Linked DNA regions of Zea mays: regions 1 and 2 are each linked to region 3. A link is a contact called in public Hi-C data. All regions are on one chromosome and are shown on one strand. The core of a region is the stretch at or near the end of the contact, and the rest is flanking DNA. Distances in the headings are between cores, read along the strand shown. Region 1 holds the start of LOC100283047. Region 2 holds the start of LOC100383473 (putative protein of unknown function (DUF594) domain family protein). Region 3 overlaps LOC103641435 (a long non-coding RNA gene).

Region 1 (3,069 bases), core at 67-2,566, 460 kb before region 3:
AAAAGCACAAATTGATACAAAACAGTAAAAAAAGCATCTTCTTAAATGATACCGATGTCAAAACCACATGCTTATAAATGATTAGATCTAGTAAGAAAGGTTCATCCGTTGCAGTATTGTCAAACAAAATCAGTCAGAAGTGAAGAACCACATAAAACTTGTATTTGTTTACCAACAAGGTCAATTAGTAGGGAATCCTCAACTATCAATGCAATGCAGTGGCGAAAATCAGATTGAGAACTTACAATCCTTTCGAAGGCGATTCTGTTTTCCTCACACCTTGGGAAGCCATCAATAAGAACCCTTTTAGCATTGTTCATTTCCATCGCTTTTCTGATGAGTTCCACAGTTATCTCAGACGGAACAATCCTCCCTTCCTTTATGATTTCTAGGATCAACTCCCTGAAGTGCAAAGGTGAAGCAAAACATTGAAATCCTTCGCACATGGAGGGCATCTATTCGGAGATCATATATTAAGATGCTATTACCCTTTCTCACTGCCAGATGCTATTTCATGTCGGAGAATATCACCAGCGCTCAGATGGGCAAATCCAAAATCCGAAGCAATCTTAGTGCACTGTGTTCCTTTGCCACTCCCAGGACCACCTACAGGCACAAATTGACTGATGAATCATGTGACTGACTATAAAGCACTGAATCACCTATTAGTAAACTCAAACTTAGCGTGGATTGACACTCATAAGAAATCTGCTCTGTAAATTTGTGGTGGGTTTTTCGCTCTGTATGATTGGGGCAAAAGTGAAGGTAAAGTGGTCGTTGGAGTATATGCTCCATCTTATAGAAAAGGTAAAGGGGAAGGTTTATAGTTTATACCTAAGACAAAAGCAATAAAGGGCTTCTGGGTATCGCCACCATCACTTCCCTGGAGCATGGAGACAGAAGAGATCCCACCTAGTAAATCCGTTACTCACGCGAGGAGCAAGTGCTGCTGCTCAGGCGGCAATGCAATGCATATGTTTGGGACCCGGGGGCAAGCAAACTTACAGCCTGGGACGTGAAGAGCCTGGCAAGACGGTTGAGAGCAAGAGGTTCCTGGCAGCACAGATCCGAAAAGCATAAGGGAGGTGAGATGCGCACGAGACGTTCGACGGAATGCCGAGGGGCGGGATGATACCTCATTACCTCGCTGGGGAGAAGATGGTGGCGGCGGCTCTGGCAGGCCGAGGAGGCCGAGGAAGAAGTTCGTGGAGATCGGAGGAGGGCGCCCACTCGCCTCCGCCACATCTCGTCGCCACGCACACGCTAGCGGATCGTCTTCTTCTCTTTCCTCCCTCCGATGGCGTCGTTGCTCTCTCCTCTCGCCTCTTGCTTTATTTTTGTTCTCTTCTTTCCCAGTTGACATGCAGCAGCTCCGTGGTATTCCAGGCCCACGATTGTGCTCGGCCTCCCACGGCTGGCCCCACGGAGAAATTTCAATATTTGACGTCAAATTCGCATGCCTCGTATAATTTAGAGCGTGTTTGATTTCTATAGCGCCCCATTTTAATTATTGGAATTGAATTTCATTTTAATAATAATAATTTTAGTATATATCAATTAAGCTAATTCGATTTTATACAGAATGTATTTGTATATTACTATTATTATTTTTACTATAGATGAGTGAGACAAATAGTGTCATATAAATTACATAGTATAAACAAATTTTACTAATATATAAAATTATTTTCCATCCTCCATCCTATAAATTTGAGATAGTTTTATATCTGAACTTTAGAAAGTGGTGTAATGTCAAATTCAAAAATAAATAAGTTACTTTATTGAGTGAATCTCAATTCCTATAAAATTAAGGGATTCAAACACCCCGTAAACTAATTTTTAGCCATTTTATTTTATTTTATTCTCTAAATTTCAAATACGAAAATTAAAACTCTATTTCAATTTCTGTATTTGCCAATTTATAAACTAAAATAAAACGAAGAGACTAAAATTAATCCAAGAAACTAAACACCACATTAACATCACATTCGTGTGCTTCTTATAATTGACATCCATCACTGCGAATTTTTCAATTTAGATGTTTTCTCTCCTTTTATTCATTTCATGATTTTTTTTATTCTCAAATTTTTTGTTTAGACCACCAGAATTGACCATCGTGCCCTTCCCATATCCAAGTCCAAACAGATCACGTATCTCCTCTGGCTCAGATCACGTATCTCCTCTCGCTCATGCAGGAAAAGTGACGTCTAAAAGGTAATAAATTATGACTTCTAAAAACTTTGTTTTAAACAAGGCCACAAATAAATCTCTAAAATAAAATATATGCAAATAAGCAATCTAGAATATTTAAACTAGATTTTGTCTAAGTGATATAATCTCTACCGTAAAAAGAGTTTTTGCTATCTAAGTTTCAATCCTAAATATTCTAACTAAAATAGGAGAGACTGAAATTTAAGTGCTTAATATAAATGTGAAAGGTAAAGAGCAAAGGTAGAGAAAGCAAGTTCTCGTGGATGACGTCGATATTTTTACCGAGGTATCCGGAACCACGTAAGGTTCCGACTAATCCTTATTGGTGCCCTACGCAAAGGGTAGTCCACGCGAGGACCAAGCACCACGATCGAATAACTTCGTAGAGAGCCACGGGTCTTCTCCTCGCGCAAGTGGTGCTCCGCTTCCGGCTCCTCTCGGATGCTCCCCACCACCTCCACTATCGAGCTTCCGGCTGAAACATAGCGAGCCTCGTTTATCACGGTCTCGCAAGACTGTCGTCCCACTCGGTACAATTACAACGGCTCGCACAAGAGCTAGGGGGTTTTGTTGGTTTTTCTAAACTCACTCAACTAACTAGGAACCACCTAGAGCAAGCGCATAAGCGGTCTAACTAACCTAATCATTTCGCAAAGCACCTACGCTAATCACCAAGCGATTCTATTAAGCACTTGGGTGTATGAGCACCTGAAAATGTCTATAACATGTGTTGGTATGTTGCTTGGGCTCCCACACCTTCAAATGATCGGTTGGGTGAAGTATATATAGGCCCCAACTCAAATATAGCCGTTGGAGAAAAGTTGTTGCTCTCTACGACACACCGGACAGTCCGGTGGT
Region 2 (3,018 bases), core at 168-2,667, 360 kb after region 3:
GATTCGTACGGGCGGCGTGGCAACCGCCCTATTCCACGGAGACAGAGCTTGCGGCTGGTGCCACCTCCACTTCCACCATTGATTGGCACGAGACTATGCGCACCACCATTCTATTGATACGTGTCGCTGCAGCAAAGTCAAAGACATCAACTGCTAATATTTCTCATCTTTAAAGAGTAGTAAAAAATCTTCCAAAACCAAGACGTGATAGCGGTGCCATACGCGGAAGGGCTTCTGCCAGAACTCCGTCAAACACGATGTCACCTGCGATGGCAACCTTATCAACGCCAGGTTCTTCAATAGAACATGCTGCTCAGCAATCTGACTGGTGGATACAAACTAGACACGCGACTTAGAGATACAAACTAACATAGAGATACAAACTAGACGCGCGACATAGGGCCACGACCCCCCATACGCTCTCCACCGCCAGCCTCCTCGGCTACACCACCGGCACCGCCAAGGGTGGCGCGCCGTGTGCACGCGTTGCCGCTTACAAGTGGAGTGCGTCGTCGCCGACGTCCTCGCTAGTTTCGAGTTCGTCATCTATATCGACGTCGTCTACCTAATTTCTTCTCTACTACTATAATAGCTATAATATGAGAGTTTATATAAAAAATAAGATGAAATTATGTATAAGTGAGTGTTTAAACCTTGATTGTTGGTTTCACATTCACACCCACATTGTTGGTTTCACATTCACACCCACCTAATCAATAAAAAACAAATATTTATGCTTTATTAAAATAGAATTTATCCTATGTCATATATATACCATAGCAATGCACGGGTATATGACTAGTCCACCATTATTCTACAGTTTGATTAATTTGGGAGAGCTCGCGAGCCGAAACGAGCCGGCTCGACTCGGTTCACTAGACCAACGAGCTTGAAAATCTAGCTCGGCTTACAAGTCAAACCATCGTGAGCTTCATATACTTTAGCTTTTTTTTACTTTACGAGTCTCGAGAGCCCTAGCCGCCGCAGCCTAAACAGCTAGTTTAAGTCGAGGCGAATATCTATTATCGAAGTGATTTTGTAGGCTTCGCTCTTTGCACATCTCACGAAGTGATGCTTCTATCCTCAACAAAGTATTTTCTGTAGATAATAAAGAAATCCTTAATTAACTTTGAAGCATCGAGAACTGCATTTATCTGAAGTCGAAAAGAGGACGAAGAGTTAAAGTTGACATCCTTGCCCAGGAAGGAGGTTCTAGTTTGATGATAAAATGCTAGGCAGAGGGAGAACCACGTGGCGAATAATAGTACAGTAAGTACAAAAAAAAAGACTTTCATGTTTTTGCAAACCATTGAAAATCGAGGAAATATATAATAACAACAACAATAACAATAATTGGTTGAAAAAAAAGAAGGGCGTTTCCGTTGTGCGCGTGCAGCTGCCACCTCCACCTTTTCTCGTTCTGTCGCCGCCTCCACTTCCACCATCCCAGGCCCTCTATCGTCCCTCAGTCCGCTGCCGGTGCCGGTGCCGCATCGGGTAGTTCAGCGGCGGCGGCGCTGCTGATCAGGTGGTGCCCAGGCCGTCCACGGACCGAGCCCTCTCGTCCTCGTCCGACGCGAGGGCAATCACCCACCCGGGACGCCTTCCGAAGCGGCATCCCTCCTCTGGCCAACGTCCCAGCAACGAGTGAGCATCCACCCGACTTAGATTAGCAGATTCGTTTCCTCTGGTTCCTTCATGGACGCATGCTGAAATGGATTGCTAATTAATGCTATTGTGGGTTGTTCATTACTGATTGATGAGTACTATACATTACCTGACATGCCGTCACACCACAAACTTCCTTGCTTTACTCAATTACTCAGTGTACAATTGGCGCATCAAAATTAAAAATGGACTTGCTGCTGTGATTTATTCATGCTTGGATCGATTCAGGTGGCACAAGTACTAACTTTTTTTAGCAGTTCAATGGGCACATCCATTCCATGCAACCGGCAACCCTTTTCATTTTCCTTCGTCATCATGTGCTAATCCATAACAAAGCATTGCAGATCATGCTTTATTTCTCTGGAGTAATTAGCTTTTTTTAGGAATGGTAATTAACCGTTTTAAAGAGAAATACTTCTTCGTTTATACCCTGCTTTGCATATGTCTCCATGAGCACAAGTATAACAATGGCGCCATATCAACTGTACAGAGCTCACTGATGCGATATGGAACAACTGCTTCCTAGACAAGCTCGCCTTCAGGTATCGAAGTCGAACCAAAGGAGGTTGAAGCCATGGCCCTCATCGTAGCTGCAGCTGGAGGAAACCTTCTTGTCAGAAAGTTGGTCAATTTAACTCCCTCGCAAGTAATCACCTATGTTCTTTGCCCCTTTACTCTCTTTTTTTGTTGCCATTCCTGCCCTTCTGTATATTATTGCCAGTTAGATTATGATCCCTGGAGCTAATCCTCTCAGCTCATTTGCATGCAATAAGCTATCGGCATCCATTATTAATGTCTTATGATCATATAGTCCATCCTGTTGCCCATTCGGTCCTTTGCATACATTCCATGCACACGACACAGACACACATATCTAGTTGCTAATATTGCTGTTTCCTTGCCATGTTACTGTATGTAGACATGATGAGGAGCGAAGTAATTGAGGCTGGAAAGCTAGTGAACCTGTGGAATGAATGGGGGCTACAGATCCTGGTCATTGCAAGCTTCGGGTTACAAGTATTCCTCCTCGTTTTCGGAGGAGTCCGCCGTCATAGCAACTCCACTGCCCTGACGTTCTTCCTCTGGTCGGCATACCTACTGGCCGATTCCACAGCGATATACACCCTGGGCCACCTATCTGTTGACAGTATGTCAGACGAGCACCAGCTGGTGGCATTCTGGGCGCCGTTCCTATTGCTGCACCTCGGTGGCCCAGACAACATCACAGCGTATGCACTCGAGGACAATGCGCTCTGGCTACGCCACCTGCAAACTCTCGCCGTGCAGGTCCTAGGAGCTGCTTATGTGATATACGAGTACATCGCCAGCAGAGGGGCATTGCTTTTTCTG
Region 3 (2,934 bases), core at 233-2,732:
CGGGTTTGGGTAACATACGCTACCCTGTCGCGGGTGCGGGTACGGGTTTAACATTAATCTCGCGGGTACGGGTTTGTAATCTCTGTACCCGCGGGTTTTAAACCCGTTGCCATCCCTAAATAGTACACAGTGACAGACGCAGGATGAGAATTCATGGGGGGCAAGAAGACCACATGACGAAATCAAGCAAGACCATAAAAACTAGTGTTGCATAGAGTTCAAGTTTCATATCAATACACGATAGAAGTTTAAAGAAGGAAGCTATATGAACAAAAGAAGCAAACATGTCGTTCAGTTCTTACTGACCGAATTGAAGTCGTGCTTACCTTGTCGAATGGCGATCTTCTAGAAGGGCGGGGGTACTAAGAAAGGTGCATAGTTGTCGAATGACGATCTTCTCGAAGGGCGGGGCACTAGGAAAGGTGCAGGGTTAGGCGACATCTCCGGTCAAGAGCTAGGTCTCACTGGTTTGCTAAGCTCATTGGCCACCAGGGACAGGTCACAATGTCGTGACGAGAAAGATCAGGTCGACATCGCAACGACGACTAGGGCGAGGGCACTAGGAATGGGTGGGGGCAGGGAGTGTCACACGTGGGGGATGGGAGACGACGGGCAACATTGGGAGCAAGGAAGACTAGCTCAGGCAGTGTCAGAAAAAATGTGCTCGAACGGATATATCCGAGGACTGGTCTGAGGAGAACGGGAGTCGAGAGAACTGTGTCAATCCAAAAACTTAATGGTAAGTGAACATTAGGTATAAGAGGTTATAAAAATTGAGGGAGTCATAGCCCTCTTTGGGTCTACCCCTGAGGCCCTGATAGTGCCAACGAGCGAGTAAAATGGTGAGGTCCCATTATTAGACTGTCTCGGGGACGCGAGACTATAGTTGACAATGTTTACAGAATGGAGTTTGAAATAGGGGATGAGATAAGGAATCTACTGGAGATAGCTTTACGCAAGACTGTTGGATGCGGTCTAACGTGTCGCGCTCTTGGAGATCACTGTGCGTCTGCGTTAGTATGCAAATCTCGAAACCCCTGCGGTCAACTTGGCCATGATTAAAGGTAAAAAGAGAGGACTGAACTGTATGTGATGGTAACAACACCAACAAAAGGAAACGCGTACGTCCTCTACTACTGTTGCAGTATCGGAAAATCATCTGCAATCCAACAGATATTTTTCAGCCGGCCAACGATTAATCAGTCGTTGCTACGAGAATGTACAGGGGAACAGTGAAACCGAACTTTATGAATTCTATTGCAGTTTTTATGTAGCAATGGACAACAATAAAACCGTTTAGACTTCTGGAAGAACAAAGCAAGACATTGTCTTTTATATAGTTAGCTAATCATTCCATAGTTTAAAAATACTATAGAGCCACCAAATGCTAGCGTGTGTTTGTCCCGGATTCGAAGAGGGCACCGTGACAGGTGTCTGACCTACCTTCCACATGTCCAACGGTATGGGGTGCTGGCTGGTTTGCTTTGCAGTATAAAGTCAAAGGTTTCCAGTGTGGGCTGGACAGGTGATGGCTGGTGTAACCGTGTAAAGCTAGATACGCATATTAGTATAGATTAATTATACTCCCTCCGTAGTCGTCCTAAGTAAATCGCTATCAACTTTGACCGTGATACCTGATGTTTTATAAAATTTTATAATATAAAAATAAAAATATTAAATTTATCGTGACTTAAACTATTATAATATATAACTCTTTTAGCTTAAAATAATTTAATTATATAGATATATATTAAGTTAAAATTAAATAGTTTGATTTAGAACAAAGCCAAAACGATTAACTCATGTACGCCGAGAGAATAATTTTTTAGTTGGAGGCCTCATGCATGTAATCAGTGACGTGGTGCAATGATCTCTTGAGAGATTGCATGCCACGTGGAGGATCACTGGTATAAATGGAGATGACGTATTCTGCCAATCGGCGGCAACCAGTGCGTGCATTTTCTAGCCAGATGGACCAACTTTTGTCTGACATCACTGCTGGCGCAAATACATGTTTTGAGAATTGTTGGTTCCTTCTTTGCCATCACAGACACTTTGGTGCTGTTTGGTTCAAAAAATGTAACGTAAATGGTAATGGTAATGGTTTCGGCTCGATTACTGACGGTAACAAATTTGAATAGGCTGTATCAAATTTTAGTGTGGTATCTGATTACGATTGGACTAAAACAAACATGATTTAACGTTATCCGTTACCCATTACGTTACAAATATGTGAACCAAACGGCACCTTTGTTGCTTGTCATGTCCTATGGTCTCCACATGAATATTTTGAGATTTTCATGATAGCAAGCATCATGTACCAAACTCACATGAATAATGGAAACAAGGCGCGCGATACAAATTTGCCAAAACCAAATCTCAATTTCAAATTTCAAGAACTACCAATTGCTCATCTACACCTAAGGTCTGATTGATGGTTGCATGGCCCGATCCAGAAAAATGTCTTGTGTATTCTGACATCCTACTACTGCTGCTGCTGCTGCTAGCACCGCCTCCATTCCACATAATTTAGTTCTAGATTTGATCTTACATGACCCTCTCTACATTGATATACAGTGAAAGCATCTCAAGTTTAATCAAATTCATTAAAAAAATATCAGTAACATTTGACTCTAAACATGTATAATATAAAAAATATCTCATTATTATAAATCTAATGTTTCTTATCTGGTAGAATAAAAGTTAGTAAATTTTTGTATGGTCTAGAATTGCATATTAGTAATATATTGGCTGTTTAAGCAAAATAGGAGGTTGACTTTTGCAGGTCGCACATGCCGCCGCCGGTATGGTTCGTTTCATGCCATGCCATGCCAATCAGTGATGGAGTAGTGATTCATAACCAACACCAACACCACCACCGGCAGTCAAGCGGTTGTTAGCTCAGAATTTATGGATGAAGAAACCTGGTCTTGC

What was found. A called contact is a pair of places that touch in the nucleus more often than the background predicts.
Region 1: a Hi-C map of ear shows a contact between it and region 3, with 2.2 times the contacts expected there. The contact joins the promoter of LOC100283047 here to the enhancer-like site in region 3. A contact is called at or near these places in 2 of 25 Hi-C or Micro-C datasets (ear and endosperm).
Region 2: a contact with region 3 is called in a Hi-C map of tassel, with 2.1 times the contacts expected there. The contact joins the promoter of LOC100383473 here to the enhancer-like site in region 3. A contact is called at or near these places in 5 of 25 Hi-C or Micro-C datasets (bundle sheath, endosperm, leaf and 2 more).

What each region holds. Positions count from the first base shown.
Region 1 is chr10:96,731,582-96,734,650 of Zm-B73-REFERENCE-NAM-5.0, forward strand. LOC100283047 reads right to left here and starts at 1,317. Exons shown (of 9, transcript NM_001371894.1): 1 at 1,144-1,317; 2 at 1,006-1,053; 3 at 835-883; 4 at 489-606; 5 at 246-402. The coding sequence starts at 1,245.
Region 2 is chr10:97,545,897-97,548,914 of Zm-B73-REFERENCE-NAM-5.0, forward strand. It overlaps LOC100383473 (putative protein of unknown function (DUF594) domain family protein), which reads left to right and starts at 1,418. Exons shown (of 4, transcript NM_001176121.1): 1 at 1,418-1,647; 2 at 2,159-2,314; 3 at 2,588-3,018. The coding sequence starts at 2,590.
Region 3 is chr10:97,187,844-97,190,777 of Zm-B73-REFERENCE-NAM-5.0, forward strand. LOC103641435 (a long non-coding RNA gene) reads left to right here. Exons shown (of 2, transcript XR_560310.2): 2 at 2,786-2,934. Among protein-coding and RNA genes, the nearest start is that of LOC103641435, 5.0 kb to the left of the region's middle. Within about 2 kb of position 1,483, at least 16 of the 20 cell types and tissues checked have an H3K27ac peak or open chromatin away from gene starts, as enhancers often do. A contact at or near this core is called in bundle sheath, ear, endosperm and 3 more, where this site is marked.